2 separate regions of the Mus musculus genome follow, and region 1 is linked to region 2. A link is a contact called in public promoter capture Hi-C data. All regions are on one chromosome and are shown on one strand. Each heading gives the region's core, a stretch centred on a gene start, on an enhancer-like site or on the middle of the called end of the contact. The rest is flanking DNA. Distances are from core to core; before and after follow the strand shown. Region 1 holds the start of 2310022B05Rik (RIKEN cDNA 2310022B05 gene). Region 2 holds the start of Map1lc3b (microtubule-associated protein 1 light chain 3 beta).

Region 1 (7,282 bases), core at 1,664-4,163, 3.1 Mb before region 2:
TTGAAAATATTTTAATCTGCTTTTAATTTTTTCATAATTCACACCACCTATAATATTATCCATTGACTATTGCTTTTCTCCTGTCTCCCTGCCTCCTTTGTGTCTTCCTAACTGTGTCTAGGTAGTGCCGTCCATATGAGAAAGTGTGGGAGATTACCCAGTAGCGTGGCCAACCTACAGGAGCATGCCCCTAAAGGACAGTGACTGTACCCTCTCACCAACCACTAACGGCTAGTGGGTCCTTGAAACAGAAGGCCTTGAGGCCTCAGTTCCCCCCCCACACCCCATTCCTGCTGCCATTTTGACTGGCCTGATCTCCTGTAGGTCTTGTGTAGGTAATTGAAGCGGCTGAGTTGACCAGTGCAGCCACTGGATCATTTTGCATCTCTCTCTCTCTCTCTCTCTCTCTCTCTCTGTCGTCCATTTGTGTCTTCACAGTGTCTCTGCCTCCACTTCTTCGGTGTTCCCTGAGCCTCAAACGGGGAAGGTTAATACAGGTGATTCATCCGTAGCTGAGCACTCGCAGTTCAGGAACACTTCTTCAAGCATCGTCTGTGTTATTAAGAGTGGGTAGCAGAGATAAAACCAGGAGCTTAGGGCCAGTGTAAAGAAAACGTGTTCCAGTCCCGTTTAAATAACTGCAGTAATACCAGAAAGACAGCACCCCAGGTTTGCGGCTTACACCTTCTCATCCTGAAAGACGCAGCTGGCGTCGCATGGTTTTGCTTTTCTCCTTTCTTCAGTGTGTTTATTTATTTATTTCGAGTCATAATCTTCTACTGTAGGCCAAGCTGGCCTGGAACTTGCTGTACAGTTCAGTTTTGTTTCAAATGCATGATAATCCTCCTGCCTCAGCCTTCCCAAAGTAAGGATCACTGGTATGAACCACCATGCCTATTTTGTGGCTGGCACACACACACACACACACACACACACACACACACACACACACAATTGGAGACAAATTGTTATGTAATGTAGGCTAGCTTTGAACGGACTGAGAATGGATTTGAACATCTGATCCTCTTTCCTCGACCTCACACAAGTACTGGGATCTCATCTGTGAACCATGCTTGGATTTCAGGGCACTAGGGATGGAACTCATCTTTGTGCATGCTACTCAAGCACTTTATAAACTGAGCCACATCCCCAGTACCTGATAACAGTCTTGGTGGTTGTACTGGCTGGCTCTATGTGTCAACTTGACACAAGCTAGAGTCATCAGAGTCAGAGGAGCCCTGTTTGAGGGAATGCCTCCATGAGAACCAGCTATGAGGCATTTTCTCAATTAGTGATCAAGGCGGGGAGAGCCCAGCCCATGGTGGGTGGTGCCATCCCTGGGCTGGTGGTCCTGGGTTCTATAAGAAAGCAAGCTGAGCAAGCCAGGGGAAGCAAGCCAGTAAGCAGCACCCCAACATGGCCTCTGCATCAGCTCCTGCCTCCAAGTTCCTGCCCTGTGGGAGTTCCTATCCTGACTTCCTTTGGTGATGAACAGCGATTGGGAAGTGTAAACTGAATGAACCCTCTACTCCACAACTTGCTTTTTGCTCATGGTGTTTTGTTGTAGCAATGGAAACCATAACTAAGACAGTGGTGATATATTTTATTAGAGCCTGACACATTTGTGACATTCCATTTATATCAGGGAATTCAAGTTATTTCTGCACTTGCCTTTAGTGTTAGACAAGGGCTACTTTAGAGACAACTAAGCCACGGTTGGTATTTAGTTGCTTTTCAGAATAGGACACCATGCTTACCTGAGACCTGTTAGTCTTGTGAAAATCAGGGAGTGGGATGGGGCCACAAACATCCCACAGCCCTGTCTTAAACTTTAATCGTGTGGTCTCAGCAGCAAGCCTGACCCCTTTGGGGATACATCTGCTTCCCTGTGGGAACTTTCCATCCTCTTCAGTTTGTTTGTAGTCAGCAAACCTCCCGGAGTTCTTATGATTTCTGAGATTCCAGGATTAGCTTGGCCATTTTTGGAAGTTTAAGCTTTTGGGTTGTCCCCTCACTTAAACTGATGGAATACAGGCTCCTTACGCTGACCAGCGTCTGCTGCTGACTAGAGTTCTTTAATTCCTGCTTAGGATTTTTTTTTAAAGAGTGATTTTTAAAGACAGAGTCCTGAGATTTAATAGACTGGTGTGTGTGTGTCTGTGTGTGTGTGTGTGTGTGTGTGTGTGTGTGTGTGTGTGTACTGCTGCCTCACAGTGGCAAGCATCAGAAAGCAAGGGCTTTGAGGGTTTGAAGAGGCCTTGGTGTGTAGCTCTTCTGAGAGGGGGTACTTCGCTCACACTGCATGCTTTTAGCAGGGGTCTTTCTTTCTGTGGGGATAATGGTACCATATAACCCAGGTTGGCCTTGAATTTGCCGTGAGTCTCCCGCCTAGGCCAAAACAGTGCTAGTATCCCACGCTGATGCTTCCATGCCAGGCTTAGAAGAAGTTCCACGGGCGGGAATCCAACCTCCTGGTTGACAACTGGTGGGTCAGTGCCCTAGCCTAGCCCCCGGCTCAGTGTGGTGGATCGCCCAGCGAACAGAGCGCAAACCTGAAAAAGCAATGAATGCCTGAGAGCGCAAAGGAGAGAGGATGATTGAAAGCCAGGTTGGGCACGTGCAGGAGGAAGTTTCCTTTGTCATCAGTGCCACGTGGCGCCATGGCGGTCTTCGCCCTGAGTTAACCCCTGTGGTCATCTCCAATCTCGGCGGCGCTTGTATGGGGGACTCTGTAGCAGCCCCAGAGATGCCCTAGGGTCCCGGAAAGCGTCCTATGGAGGAGAAATTGAAGGGCCATAACAGGAGGAGCTCGGGGGCGGGGCTCCAGTGGGGGCGGGGCTCCAGATGGAGGCGGGGCTTCAAGTGCCGACCGGGCTCAGGGACGATTAGTGGTCCCGACCGGTACCAGATGGGGCGTAGGCGGCCCGTACGAAGGGTGTCCCGGGAAGGTCTGGGGGCGGTGCTCAGCCAGGGGCGGAGGAGGAGGGCTCAGCGGGTGGGGTAGGGACGGCGCTCCGGGAGGAGACGGAGGCGGAGCCCCGGGGCGGGGCGCGGGCGGACCGGGAGGCGGCGCTCCGACCGGGACGCGCGGGCCGGGTATGGCGTCGATGGCGGCGGCGATCGCGGCCTCGCGTTCGGCCGTCATGAGCGGGAACCGGCCGCTGGACGACCGGGAGCGGAAGCGCTTCACCTACTTCTCATCGCTGAGCCCCATGGCCAGGAAGATCATGCAGGACAAGGAGAAGATCCGGGAGAAGTACGGGCCCGAGTGGGCGCGGCTGCCGCCCGCGCAGCAGGACGAAATCATCGACCGCTGCCTGGTGGGGCCTCGCGCCCCGGCGGCCGCCGCCGATGCGGGGGACGTGCGGGACCCGGCGCGCTTCCCTGGCCTGCGCGGGCCCACGGGCCAGAAGCTGGTGCGCTTCGGCGACGAGGTGGGTGCGGCGGGACGGGCCACCCAGGGCGGAGTGGCCGGCGAGGGGGAGTTCAGAAATCTCCCGGAGAAGGGACCTTTAAAGACAAAGTGGGAACAGTAGAGAGGAAACCAGCGAGCCTGGATGAGTGTACGACGTACAGCCTCAGTTTTCTGATGTGAAACAGGAAAAATGTCTATAGTTCCTGATCACTCAGTGGCCGGCATGTGTTAAGTATAAGGACCTCAGTGGGGAAGGTGGGACTGCCAGGCACCGCTGCCCTGGGGTACGTCCCTGGTAGACTACAATGGAGAGAGTGTGTTTGGGTTTGACATGTGAGCCCCGGTTCCCACCCAAACACAGAGTAAGTTTAGATGCCTCCAGCAAGCCTGATTATCTAGCCTGGGCTCTAGACACTGGGGGAAGAGAAAATAACTACTTAGAATTGCTCCCGGCTGACCTTGCTCTTGAGGCCCAGGAGTCTGCACTATTCAGAAACCTGGTGGTTTACCAAGAGATGGTTTCCCTGAAGCCCTTTGTGCCACCAGAGTATGGACTTGGTACCTCAGGGACTCAACTTTGTTTTGGAGGACAAAATCGGTAGCAGCTAGAGTTCTGAACGTCCATTTAGGTGGAGGCAGGGAGGAGAAGCTAGGAGAGTTTTGTTGTTGTTGTTGCTGCTGTTGTTTTTCTGTTGGAGAAGTTGTGCCAGGCGGAGGGAATACCAGTTAAGGATGAGATTTCAATCAGGTTTTTTCAGGCCAGGTATCCGTCAGTGTTTGTTACTACAGAACGCTTGTGGTCACGAACCCACTTTCCTGCCAGGGAATTGTGAAGGCAGAGAGCTAGCTATCCGCCAACACTGCCTTCTGCTCCCCATCCCATTTGAAACTCTTGTGGGCTTTGCCAGGAAAAACAAGGGTGTGGTGGGAGATGAAAATATAAGTCTTAAAATATATTCCTGGAGCTGAGGCATTTCATTGTGAAAAATATGCACCTCCATAAAGACGTGGACGGAGTTCGTGCTTGGATCCGGGTGATGAGTAGGCAGGCAGTTCCTCTTTGGCAGTGTCTTAGGTAAATAAATCTGAGAGGAAGCCGCCCTGTCCGCACTTAACAGATGCTGGAGACTGGATGTCACTGGATGTCACTCGCCCTGAGTATATCAAAAAGCCAAGCCATGTTGGAGCCAGGGTCATTGATAAGGAGAGATGTGACCAGTTTTCTTTTCACCCAGTTTCTCATTTGGGGTCAGTCTGCATTCGCGGACTGGTGTGGTTTAAAGCAAGTAGGGGCTGGGGAGATAGTTCCATAGGTAAAGACTTTGCCATGCGTGTGTGAGGGTCTCTAGCAACCAGGAAGCGGAGGGAGGCACATGCTTGTGATTCCTGGGAGGTAGATATAGGCAGATCCCTGGGGAGCAAGTTCCAGACTAATGAACCATCCTGGTCCCCCCAAAAACAAAGTTCACATGGTCTTAAGCGAAAACACCTAAGGTTGACCTCTGACCTACACTCACACAAACATTTGCACCGAATGAAACTTTGTGAGGAGCGAATCCACATGTCTTTCAGGAGCCCCCAACCTGAATCACAGCAACGCCAAATGGGCAGAAAGCACACCTCTGATGTCCGCACAACCAGCTTTGAGTCTTAGGGGTGGGTAGGACACCAGGCAGGGACGACACTTCTTTCTGCAGTAGTGAGAGGTTTAACCACATAGGGACCACCAAACTCCACTAGTCTTAGGGAGAGGTTGGCATCAGATCAAAGTCAGGGAGTGGTCTCATTGTTAACACCCCAGAGATCATTCTTGTAAGAGGACCCATGTCTGGCTATAGGGGCTGACATGGGGGTATAGTGTAGATGTGTGACTCCCAGCTAGGTAATTTGACACCCAAATAGGTGACCCCAGATTTGAACAAAAAACTTGAAACTCAATTGAGTAGGGCACTTCCATCCGTCCATCCCCACTTATATGCTGCCAGGGCTCCTCAGCCCTCTCTACTGCCTCAAAGGACGCTGCCTTTCATTGCCAGTAAACTTTTGTGCCCCTCACAGACAACATCTAGTCTTTTTTTTCCTGTCATCTACTATCATTGTTTTTAGTATCATCCAGTCATTCTTAGGTCTTTCAGGAACAAATAGGGTCCTAATTACAGACTGATGTCACAGATCTTGATGACCCTCGGTATAGTCAGGAGTTCCTTTGCCTGTGTGCACAGGACAGATGAAGCAACCTGGCACCTGTGTGTGTGTGTGTGTGTGTGTGTGTGTGTGTGTGTGTATGTGTATGTTTACCCTGATCGCCACAAAGTTAAATGGCCTGGGCAGGACTCAGATCCCCCTCTTGCCTTGATAATTTAACCTGGTCCCCTGCTTTTAGTGTTGAAGCAAAGGAGGGACTGTCAACATTTTTAGCTACTTTGGGAATCAACTGTTTCCCTGGGCTTCCTGGGTTAGGGTGCTAAGTGTCTCCCCTCCCCCATTAGCTTTCCCTGCTGTATGAACTGATTTTAGTGGAGATGTGCAGAACTCAGCTTTATACAAGGCTGTCAGCCTCCTTCCCAGACTTCAGTGTTACCTGAACCCCTCCACTTCTTCCCTGCAGCAGCAAAGAAGAGGGCTTGGAGCCCCAGGGCCCAGGTTTAAGTTTGGCCATGTCAGCAGCAGGGTACCACTCTGGCATAATGTGGAATCAATGGTTTGCAACAGGCAAGGGCCCTGGGGATGTCCTCTCTGCCTTGCGAATTTTCTTGAGAACATTAAGGCATGCCCTTTCTATAGATGCTTTTATCAGCCTGGCAGCCTCTTCCTTCTCTGGAAGGCTTCTTCTTCCAGCAATAAAGTTCTGGGGATGGCTTTCTCTGGGAGATGAAAAGTTCAATTGAGAAGGGATCACCTGGATACTCTACTGTTAACCTAGGAAACAAACCAGCAAACTCGGAAATCTGAATTTTCAGGAATCTGTTGCATCTATTTCCTGTTCCCAGCCCCAACTCCTAGCCACACCCAGCAGGATCTGAGTACATTGGTGAGTTCTGGGTTTCCAAAGACTGCCATTTTCTTAGGTCTAAACAGACCCTTTGCAGGGATGCTGGGAGCTCCTACGGTGGTGTATCTTGTTTCTGTGGAATCCGCTTGCCTCTGCCACCTCTCCATGAAGTGGGTGGGGCTGAGCAGGAGTGATGGTGTAGGTCAGCCAGCTCCATAGCCCTTGACCTGGATTCTAGAGGCTGGATTTTTAAGACCCTGGAGCCAGATAGCTCCAAACCTCACCAGCAATTCAGCAGATCAGCTGCCTCCCACACAACCCTCCTGTAGGAGCCCCAGGCCTCCCTAGTGCTTTTAGCCCTCTCTGCTTAAGACCCCTCCTAAATCCTGGAATTCTTCTTTCTATTGCGTGAGTTTAGCCAGATGCTTAACTTGGGATGTGAGAGGGCTGGCTTTGGCTTTCTTTCCCACTTCAACAAAAAATTATTTCTTTTTACTCTGTCTGTCTGTCTGAAGCCAAATCTAGGGTGTTTCTCTGTACCTATCCACCTTGTTTTTTGGGATGAGTCTCTGTCTAGCTGTCAGTTCACCAGTTCAGCTAGGCTAGCTGGCCAGTGAACCCCGGGGATCCTGTCTCTCTCTCCCCAGTGCTGGGACTATAGGCGTATACCGTGCCCTGCTTTTTACCTGAGTACTGGGGAGTGAACTAGGTCCTCACGCTTTTTTTTTTTTTTTTAAGATTTATTTATTTATTATATGTAAGTACATTGTAGCTGTCTTCAGACACTCCAGAAGAGGGAGTCAGATCTCGGATGGTTGTGAGCCACCATGTGGTTGCTGGGATTTGAACTCTGGACCTTCGGAAGAGCAGTCGGG
Region 2 (7,563 bases), core at 845-3,344:
AAAAAGTTAAACGCACAGCACCTAAAACCCGGCTCGGCAAGCTCTAGGCCAGCTTGAGCCACAAACAAAACTTGCCAGGCTGTGGTAGCACATGCCTTTATTTAATCCCAGCACTGAAGGCGGATCCCTATCGGAGTTGGAGGCCAGCCTGATCAGGGCTACATAGAGAAACCCTGTCTCAAGAAACAAACAGCCAGCCAGGCACAATGGCACACCTTCAATCCCAGCATTCAGGGGACAGACGTGAAGATCTCTTGAGTTCAAGGCCAGTCCGAGCCACACAATGAGACCCTGTTTAAATCAACCAACCAATCACTGACAGCAGAAACCCCTTGCCTTCATTGAGATGGGAGCAGGGCCAGAGATCTAAGGGCAGAAATGGTTAAAGCTGGTAAGAGGAGACTTGCAGGGTCCACCACAACTATAAAGGGAAAGTCAGGAATAGTTGTCTTTACTAAAGCAAACAAGGGTCCAAACTGAAGGCCTAGAGGATCTGCCCAGCCCTGGCTGGCTGTAGGGCCAGGGAACTAGGAGGCAACCTGCAAGAGCTGAGACACTTTTTAAGCAGACAGCTGTGCAGAGGCCAATAGCCTGTACTGAAGCCACCTAGGTGTGTAGTTGAGAGGGAGGGTCTCGCTGCATCATCTCCAAGGCTGGGACTAAAGGCGTGGATCACCACCCCTGGCAGCAGCAATGCCTTCACAGGGATGGGAATTCTCCCCGGGGCTATTTATTTAGGCTGAGCAAACAAGCTTTCCTGCGGATACACACCCAGTAACCTGGAGTTTAGGACCGTTTTGGGGGTGGGGAAGCAAACACTGGATCACCCCAGAAAAACTCAGTGGAACCACTTGAGAAGCCTGAAATCACGTGATCAGTTCTAAACTTGGGAAATTGGGCGCGTCCTTCTAAGAATCTGCAAGCCTACACGGGCCTCCTGGCTGCCAGTCTCCTTCCTTACAGCACTGGGGATGATCGCTGCTTACTGGAAGTGTAAGAATTTATAACAGAAAGCTAATGGGACTCTGCCACTAGGCGGACCCTGAGCTTCACCGCCCTAAGCCCCACCCAGGTGCTTCAGCTACAAAGGGTCGGTTTGGGGTGAGCCCTACCTAAATCCATCCACCTTGTAAACATTCCCGCAGTCTGGATAGTGGAAACTCTAGAGCTCCAACCTAAATCCCTCCAAACTCACTGGAAAGGAGCAAGACCGGTCCTGGCCTCCTCAAAGGGGCCGCTTTGAACATCTGTGTGGGGAACCTCTCAACTGTCAGTGCCCACCAGTTTAGGTCCAATAAAGTCAAAAAGCAAAGGAAAGCCGCAGCAATCGGATGCCCGCGCTTTCTTCAGAATAGCTGGGTTAGGGAGAGAGGGAAGGCAATCTAGAGAAAAACAATCGCAAGCCAGATGGAGCTTCGGAGAGATTACCCCCGGCCACTCTGGGGACCCGCGTCAGAGCTAATGTTTGTGCACGGCTCATTTTCCCCAACCCACACTCCTTTCTTGAGGGCTGTTCCAGAATAACTTAAGATCAGTACAAGCAAACAAAACAAAACAGCTGTTAAGTTTCCGTTATGAGACAAAGGCCACCCCCCCCTCCACACACACACATATGCCCAAGACGACTTCGGGTGCAAAGGCGGCTGGGTGCTGCTCCGAGGCTTGCGGGGCGCCCGGACCTGGGGCCCACGAAGGACACAGCCAAGCGCGCAGAGCCTGCGGTACCCTACGCCACCGGGGTCGGGCCTCCAGTCCCGCAGGGGACGCCGAGCCCATCGGCGACCGACGGCCAAGGCGACGCTGAGCACCCGAGCTACCCCGGAGACCGAACCCCCCCGAGACCAATATCCCACTGGCTGCGTCGCTCCGGGCCCCGCCGGGTCTCGGCCCCGCAAGACACCACCGGCGTCCGGGCATTCAGCGCTCCCGGCACCCGGATCTCCCATCCCCGGGCCCGCGGGGCTCACCAAAGCTCCGGCGCTGCTTGAAGGTCTTCTCGGACGGCATGGCGCGCGGGGGTCCCGAGCCAGACGATCTGACTCCGGCGACGATCACTTCCCTTGTGTGTGTCTCAGTCCGCAGCCGAGTCAGGTGACTCGCGGCGCGTCACCGAGGGTGGGGCCGAGGGCGGCCCCCGAGAGCGGCCATGACAGGCGTGGCGGAAGCTCGGCGGCGCGCAAGCGTGCACGCGCCCAAGCCATGCGCCTGCGCCTACGCCAGCTACGCTGGGCGCTCGCTGGGCACACGCTGGGCGAGCATCTGTTAACTGTCTGCGTGGGTCGGGCGCTGGTGCGATGGAGTCCTGCAGACTTCATTCCCCTTCAGTCCTTGCATGATCCAGCTGGTGGTCCAATGTCCGCTCCCTTGCCGCTGTATTTGATATTCCTAAATTCTACCCACCCCCAACCCAAATAACAAAAAACTGACTTGTGGTCTTGCCTGCTAAATCTTTACGATTATGGAGACGTCTGGAGACTTATGGTTGGATCTGATCTTGTGGCTCTTCCCCTGCGAGTCTTGTGCTGCCATAAACACAAGTATTTACTCCTAAGTCGAAGTCGCAGAGAAGCAAGGTCTTAGGGACTACAGACTTGTCACTGGAGGGCAAGATCAATGACTTGTTCCAGCAAAAAGAAAGACGATGACAACACCTGCTGTGCAACCTGTCCACTCTCTCTTCCCATAAAAGCCCTTTTATGTGTCTGAGCTTGCTGAGCATGGAATTTGAGGGGCATGGCTCACCTATCTTTCCAGGGTGCTAGCCCATGTGTGCCCTCATTTCCTTACTACCACCTATCACGTTTTTTGTTTTTTTAGATTTTTTTGGTTGGTGAGCAATCAGACTGTGTCCAGGAACTGCAGCAGAGGCCTGATCCCGACAGGATCCACCTTGGAAAGCCACAGAGCACAGTTCTGTCCCAAGAGCTTTATCTCAGCTGTCCCTTCTCAGACAGATCCTTCTACCTCAGGTGACCCCAGGGTGGCTTTATCACAGGCATGTCCTCACTTTGACTCCTGCTGAGCCTGGGCCTGATTACAGGCTAGGACAGGTTTCAGTCTCCTCAGGCCAGGCCAATGGTCAGTCAGCCACGGTTTAGCACTTTCTCTGGGCCTCAAGCTACTTCCTATCTTCAGTTTGTAGGAGCAGGTGACAGACAGGTCTAGAGTGTGGAGCAGCCACCTCACCCCCATCCCACCCCCAGTGATGCCACATCTGAGCCAGCCTTGTGACCCTGCAGACCTACCACCTGACACTGTACTATCCCTACAGCCCAGACTTCCTCCTTTAAATGGAAATAACCTTCTTCAAGTGCTGTTTGTCCAAGGGATCTTCTACATCTCTGTGACCGGGAAAAGCTGAAAACACATTATGGAGTGAAATCCTGAGGGCTGGTTACTTTCCTTTGTTTGCTTGCTTTGCATTGTTAATTGCCCGAACTTTGTTGTTTTGTATGAAGCTTCTGGTCTGAGGTGCAAGAGACCAGGCTAAAAGTCAAAATGGAAGCCAGATCTGGTGTCCCAAGGCATGTCATCCTAGCACACTGGAGACTGAAGCAGGCTTATCAGAAGTTCAAGGCCAAGTGGGACTCGGTGCCTAGGCCTTTATCTCAGTGTCCAGAAGGGAGATGCAGTCTGGTTTCTGTGAGTCTGAAATAGCCTGTTCTACACAACAAATTCCTACATTGTGAGAACCTGTCTCACAAGGAGAAGAAGGGTGGCACGCATGGGACTGGTGAGATGGTCCGGTGGTTAAGAACACTGGCTGCCAGAGAAACCCTGTCTTGAAAAACCAAAAAAAAAAAAAAAAAAACAAAACAAAAAAACCAACCACCACTGGCTGCTCTAGTTGAGGACCTGGATTTGGTTCTCAGACCCACATGGCAGCTCAGCTGTAACTCCCACTCTGGGGGATCTAACATCCTCTTCTGGTCTCCTCAGGCAAGGGCACACACATGGTACATATGTAAACATACAGGCAAACACTCATACACATGAAGTCTTGAAGTAAAAACCTTTAAAAAAGCTGAGCGTGGTGGTGCACGACTTTAATCCCAGCACTCGGGAGGCAGAGGCAGGCAGATTTCTGAGTTCGAGGCCAGCCTGGTCTACAAACTGAGTTCCAAGACAGCCAGGGCTTTACAAAGAAACCCTGTCTGGGTGGGTGGGTGGGGGGGAGACACAACCAACCAACCAACCAACCAAGCCAACAAAGCAATAAAATTCCAAGGTCACCCTCAGCTATCAGATAACTCCCAAGTCCCTCCCTTTGAGACAGGGTCTCTCTGTGAATCCCTGACTGTCCTTGAACTCTCTCTGTAGACCAGAGCTGGAATTAAAAGTTTGAGCCACCATGTCCATTGTAACCCTATATCAAAAGATAAAAGAATGTGGTGGTGGCACACGCTTTTAATCCCAGCAGTTGGGAGGCAGAGGCAGGCAGATTTCTGAGTTTGAGGCCAGCCTGGTCTACAGAGTGAGTTCCAGGACAGCCAGGGCTATACAGAGACACCCTGTCTTGGGGGGAAAAGAAAAAAAGATGGAGTCACTCTAAAATGTATTGTCCATGCATAAATTAAAACTGCTACAAGCTGGGTGTAGTGGCCCAAGCCTTTAACCCAGCACCTGGGATGAAGAAGGAGGCAGATCTGGCCTATATATAAGTTCCAGGACAGAGTTTTACAGTGAGACCCTATGTAACAAGTTTCAAACAAAACACCACGCCCCCACCACCACCACAAACTGACAGAACCAGGATTTGTAGAACCATTACCCCCAGCAGGTTCTTCAGCTAGCACAGAAGGCTCTAAGATAGTCTGTTTTTTTTGTTTGTTTTGTTTTGTTTTTGTTTTTTTGTTTTTGTTTTTGTTTTTTTGAGACAGGGTTTCTCTGTGTAGCTCTGGCTGTCCTGGAACTCACTTTGTAGACCAAGCTGGCCTCGAACTCAGAAATCCACCTGCCTCTTCCTCCCAAGTGCTGGGATTAAAGGCGTGCACCACCACTGCCCGGCTCTCTAAGATAGTCTGATGTCAGTCAGTTTTCTATTGTCCATCCCCACTTGGGAAGGAAAATGACTTTGGAATGACCTGGATAACGCTGCTGGCTTAGCATGGTGGTTTGCCCGATTTTGATGCTTTCCTCAGCCTTTCTCCTGTCAATAAAACCCCCTTCCTTGCACCTGGCTCAGGAAAACACAGTCCTGGTGTGTGTGGGATGAACCGTTGCCTGACCTCACAACAGAAAACAAAGCCAATTAAAAATGTCAGGGCCCCATAAGATGAGGCCAAATGGTGTGGTGGTCTCGATCTGTGCAAGACTCAGGGTTTGGTCCCTAAAGGAACTAAAGGAAGTTGTAGCTTTTTTCAAATTGTAGCTATATTCTATAACAACAAAGGAGCTACTTACCCCTCCAGGTGTTTGTGATAATAAACCTTACTTTGCTGACATTTTACCAACTGCTGCTGTGTAAGACTTTTTGTTTGTTTTGGCCGGGATTTGGCTTTAAGCCTAGCACTTGGGAGGCACAGGTAGGTGGATCTATGAATTCAAGTCCAGTCTGCTCTACCAAGTTCCAGGACAGCCAGGGAAACCCTGTTTGGTCAAACCAGAGAGACAGAGACACAGAGAGAAATAAGCTTTTTGTTTGTATTGCTGAACTGTACAAAATGCAGGAAAGGCAATGTTTGTGGAAGTGGGCAAAGGGAAGGAGACGCGTCTTCTCCCAAGCCACTCCAGAATCCCAGGCCTCCGTCTTTTCAGTCGAGAGCCTCGGGGCTGATGCGCAGAGTTGCACTTTTGTCTTGCAATGTTTGTCTACACCTTTGAAAGCCACCCCAAGTTCTCATTGCAGTGTGAACCTAGAAACATATATCCTAACCATGCGCCTTGAGAAGAAAACAAATCAAACATGGGGGTGGGTGGGGTTTGGGTGGGGGTCAGCGGTGCTTTACAAGGCTCACCTACCCTCTGGGAAAAAGGCTCTCTTTTTTTTTTCTTTCTTCTTCTTCTTCTTCTCTCTCTTTTTTTTTTTCGGTTTTTCGAGTCACGTAGGAGATCCCAGTCACCAGATTGTTTGGGTTTTTTTCTAGTAGCGCAAGACTTACTGAATCAGGGTCAGACACCCACTAGGCAAGTAAGCCACCACGCTCAGTAGTGGGGTGCCTGCCAGTTTCCAAAAGACCCCGCGCTCCAATCCCAATCAAAACCCGAATGAAAGATGCACAATTTTTAAGATACAGAGTATGGCTTATTTACATGTGTGACTTTCATCTGAATGTATTCCTGAGATAGTTCTCATACAGTAGAAAGAAGAGAACACAAGAGTTTCTATTGGTTTATTCTATTTACTCAGGGGATTTCTGGTGCTTTTAAATTTAGCTGCTAACTGGGCATGGTGGGCACACCGTTAATCCCACCACTCTGGATGCAGATTCTGGACGGTTTCTGCGACTTCCTTGCCATCCGGGTCTACATAATGCGCCTTTGTCTAAAAAATAAGTAACAATAAAAACAAGCATATCGCCGGGCGTGGCGGCGCACGCCTTTAATCCCAGCACTCCGGAGGCAGAGGCAGAGGCAGGCGGATTTCTGAGTTCGAGGCCAGCCTGGTCTACAGAGTGAGTTCCAGGACAGCCAGGGCTATACAGAGAAACCCTGTCTTGAAAAACAAACAAACAAAATACCCAAGGATCTCAACCAAACTGCTCATTCTTTAGCCCGGACAGTGGCGCTTTACAAGTTTCCACCCCAGTGCCAGTTCATACGAGTAGACCAGTGACAACTAGAAACCAATGCTCTTAGCCAGCTGAGGGGCGGGGTACCATTCAGGAACACGGGGAGCCGGAAGTCAAAACAACGGAAGCCGGGCGGACCCTTCCGGCCGCAGAGCAGATCTGAGCGCCACACTCAACATGGAGAACACGAGGCCCCGAGCCTGCTCCGGGCTGCCGGGCCTGCGCACGACTCGCCCCGCCCACACCTCTTTTTCATTGGAGGAAGCCGCACGTCGGCTTTGTTGTCTGGGAAACTATTGGCCAGCGATGCAGTCAATCGCCGCGTCACCTGCTCTTCTGAACAAGTAAACAAGAATTGCTCAAGATCGTCGAGGGGAGCAGGGCATCTTGTCCCGTAGGGACGGCGGCCTTGGCGGGATGGGGTCACCTGGGTGCTACCCGGTCGGGGCTTCGGCGTCGTCCGGGACATACACCCCACAGAGCCCTTCAGGCTAGCAACGTGGTTGCGCCTCGGTTGCATCCCGGAGCCTGGTGCAGGGCCTTTCCCCACTTCGTACCACACTACTGGGCGAATAGACGCTTCTTTTCACCATGGTTTTTTGTTTGTTTGTTTGGTTGGTTGGTTGGTTTTTCGAGACAGGGTTTCTCTGTATAGCCCTGGCTGTCCTGGAACTCACTCTGTAGACCAGGCTGGCCTCGAACTCAGAAATCCGCTTGCCTCTGCCTCCCAAGTGCTGGGATTAAAGGCGTGCGCCACCACACCCGTCTATCACTGTTTTTATTTATTCGAAAGGTCTCATATTGTAGACCACGTTGGTCTCGAACTTTCCTC

Evidence for each region. Promoter capture Hi-C pulls out the DNA fragments that hold promoters and counts their contacts.
Region 1: a promoter capture Hi-C map of the HPC-7 cell line shows a contact between it and region 2. The contact joins the promoter of 2310022B05Rik here to the promoter of Map1lc3b in region 2. A contact is called at or near these places in 2 of 39 promoter capture datasets (the HPC-7 cell line and maxillary cranial neural crest) and 1 of 484 Hi-C or Micro-C datasets (CD4 T cells).

Annotation. Positions count from the first base shown.
Region 1 is chr8:124,659,000-124,666,281 of GRCm38.p6, reverse strand. It overlaps 2310022B05Rik (RIKEN cDNA 2310022B05 gene), which reads left to right and starts at 2,913. Exons shown (of 4, transcript NM_175149.4): 1 at 2,913-3,434. The coding sequence starts at 3,099.
Region 2 is chr8:121,584,969-121,592,531 of GRCm38.p6, reverse strand. It overlaps Map1lc3b (microtubule-associated protein 1 light chain 3 beta), which reads right to left and starts at 2,094. Exons shown (of 4, transcript NM_026160.5): 1 at 1,968-2,094. The coding sequence starts at 2,007.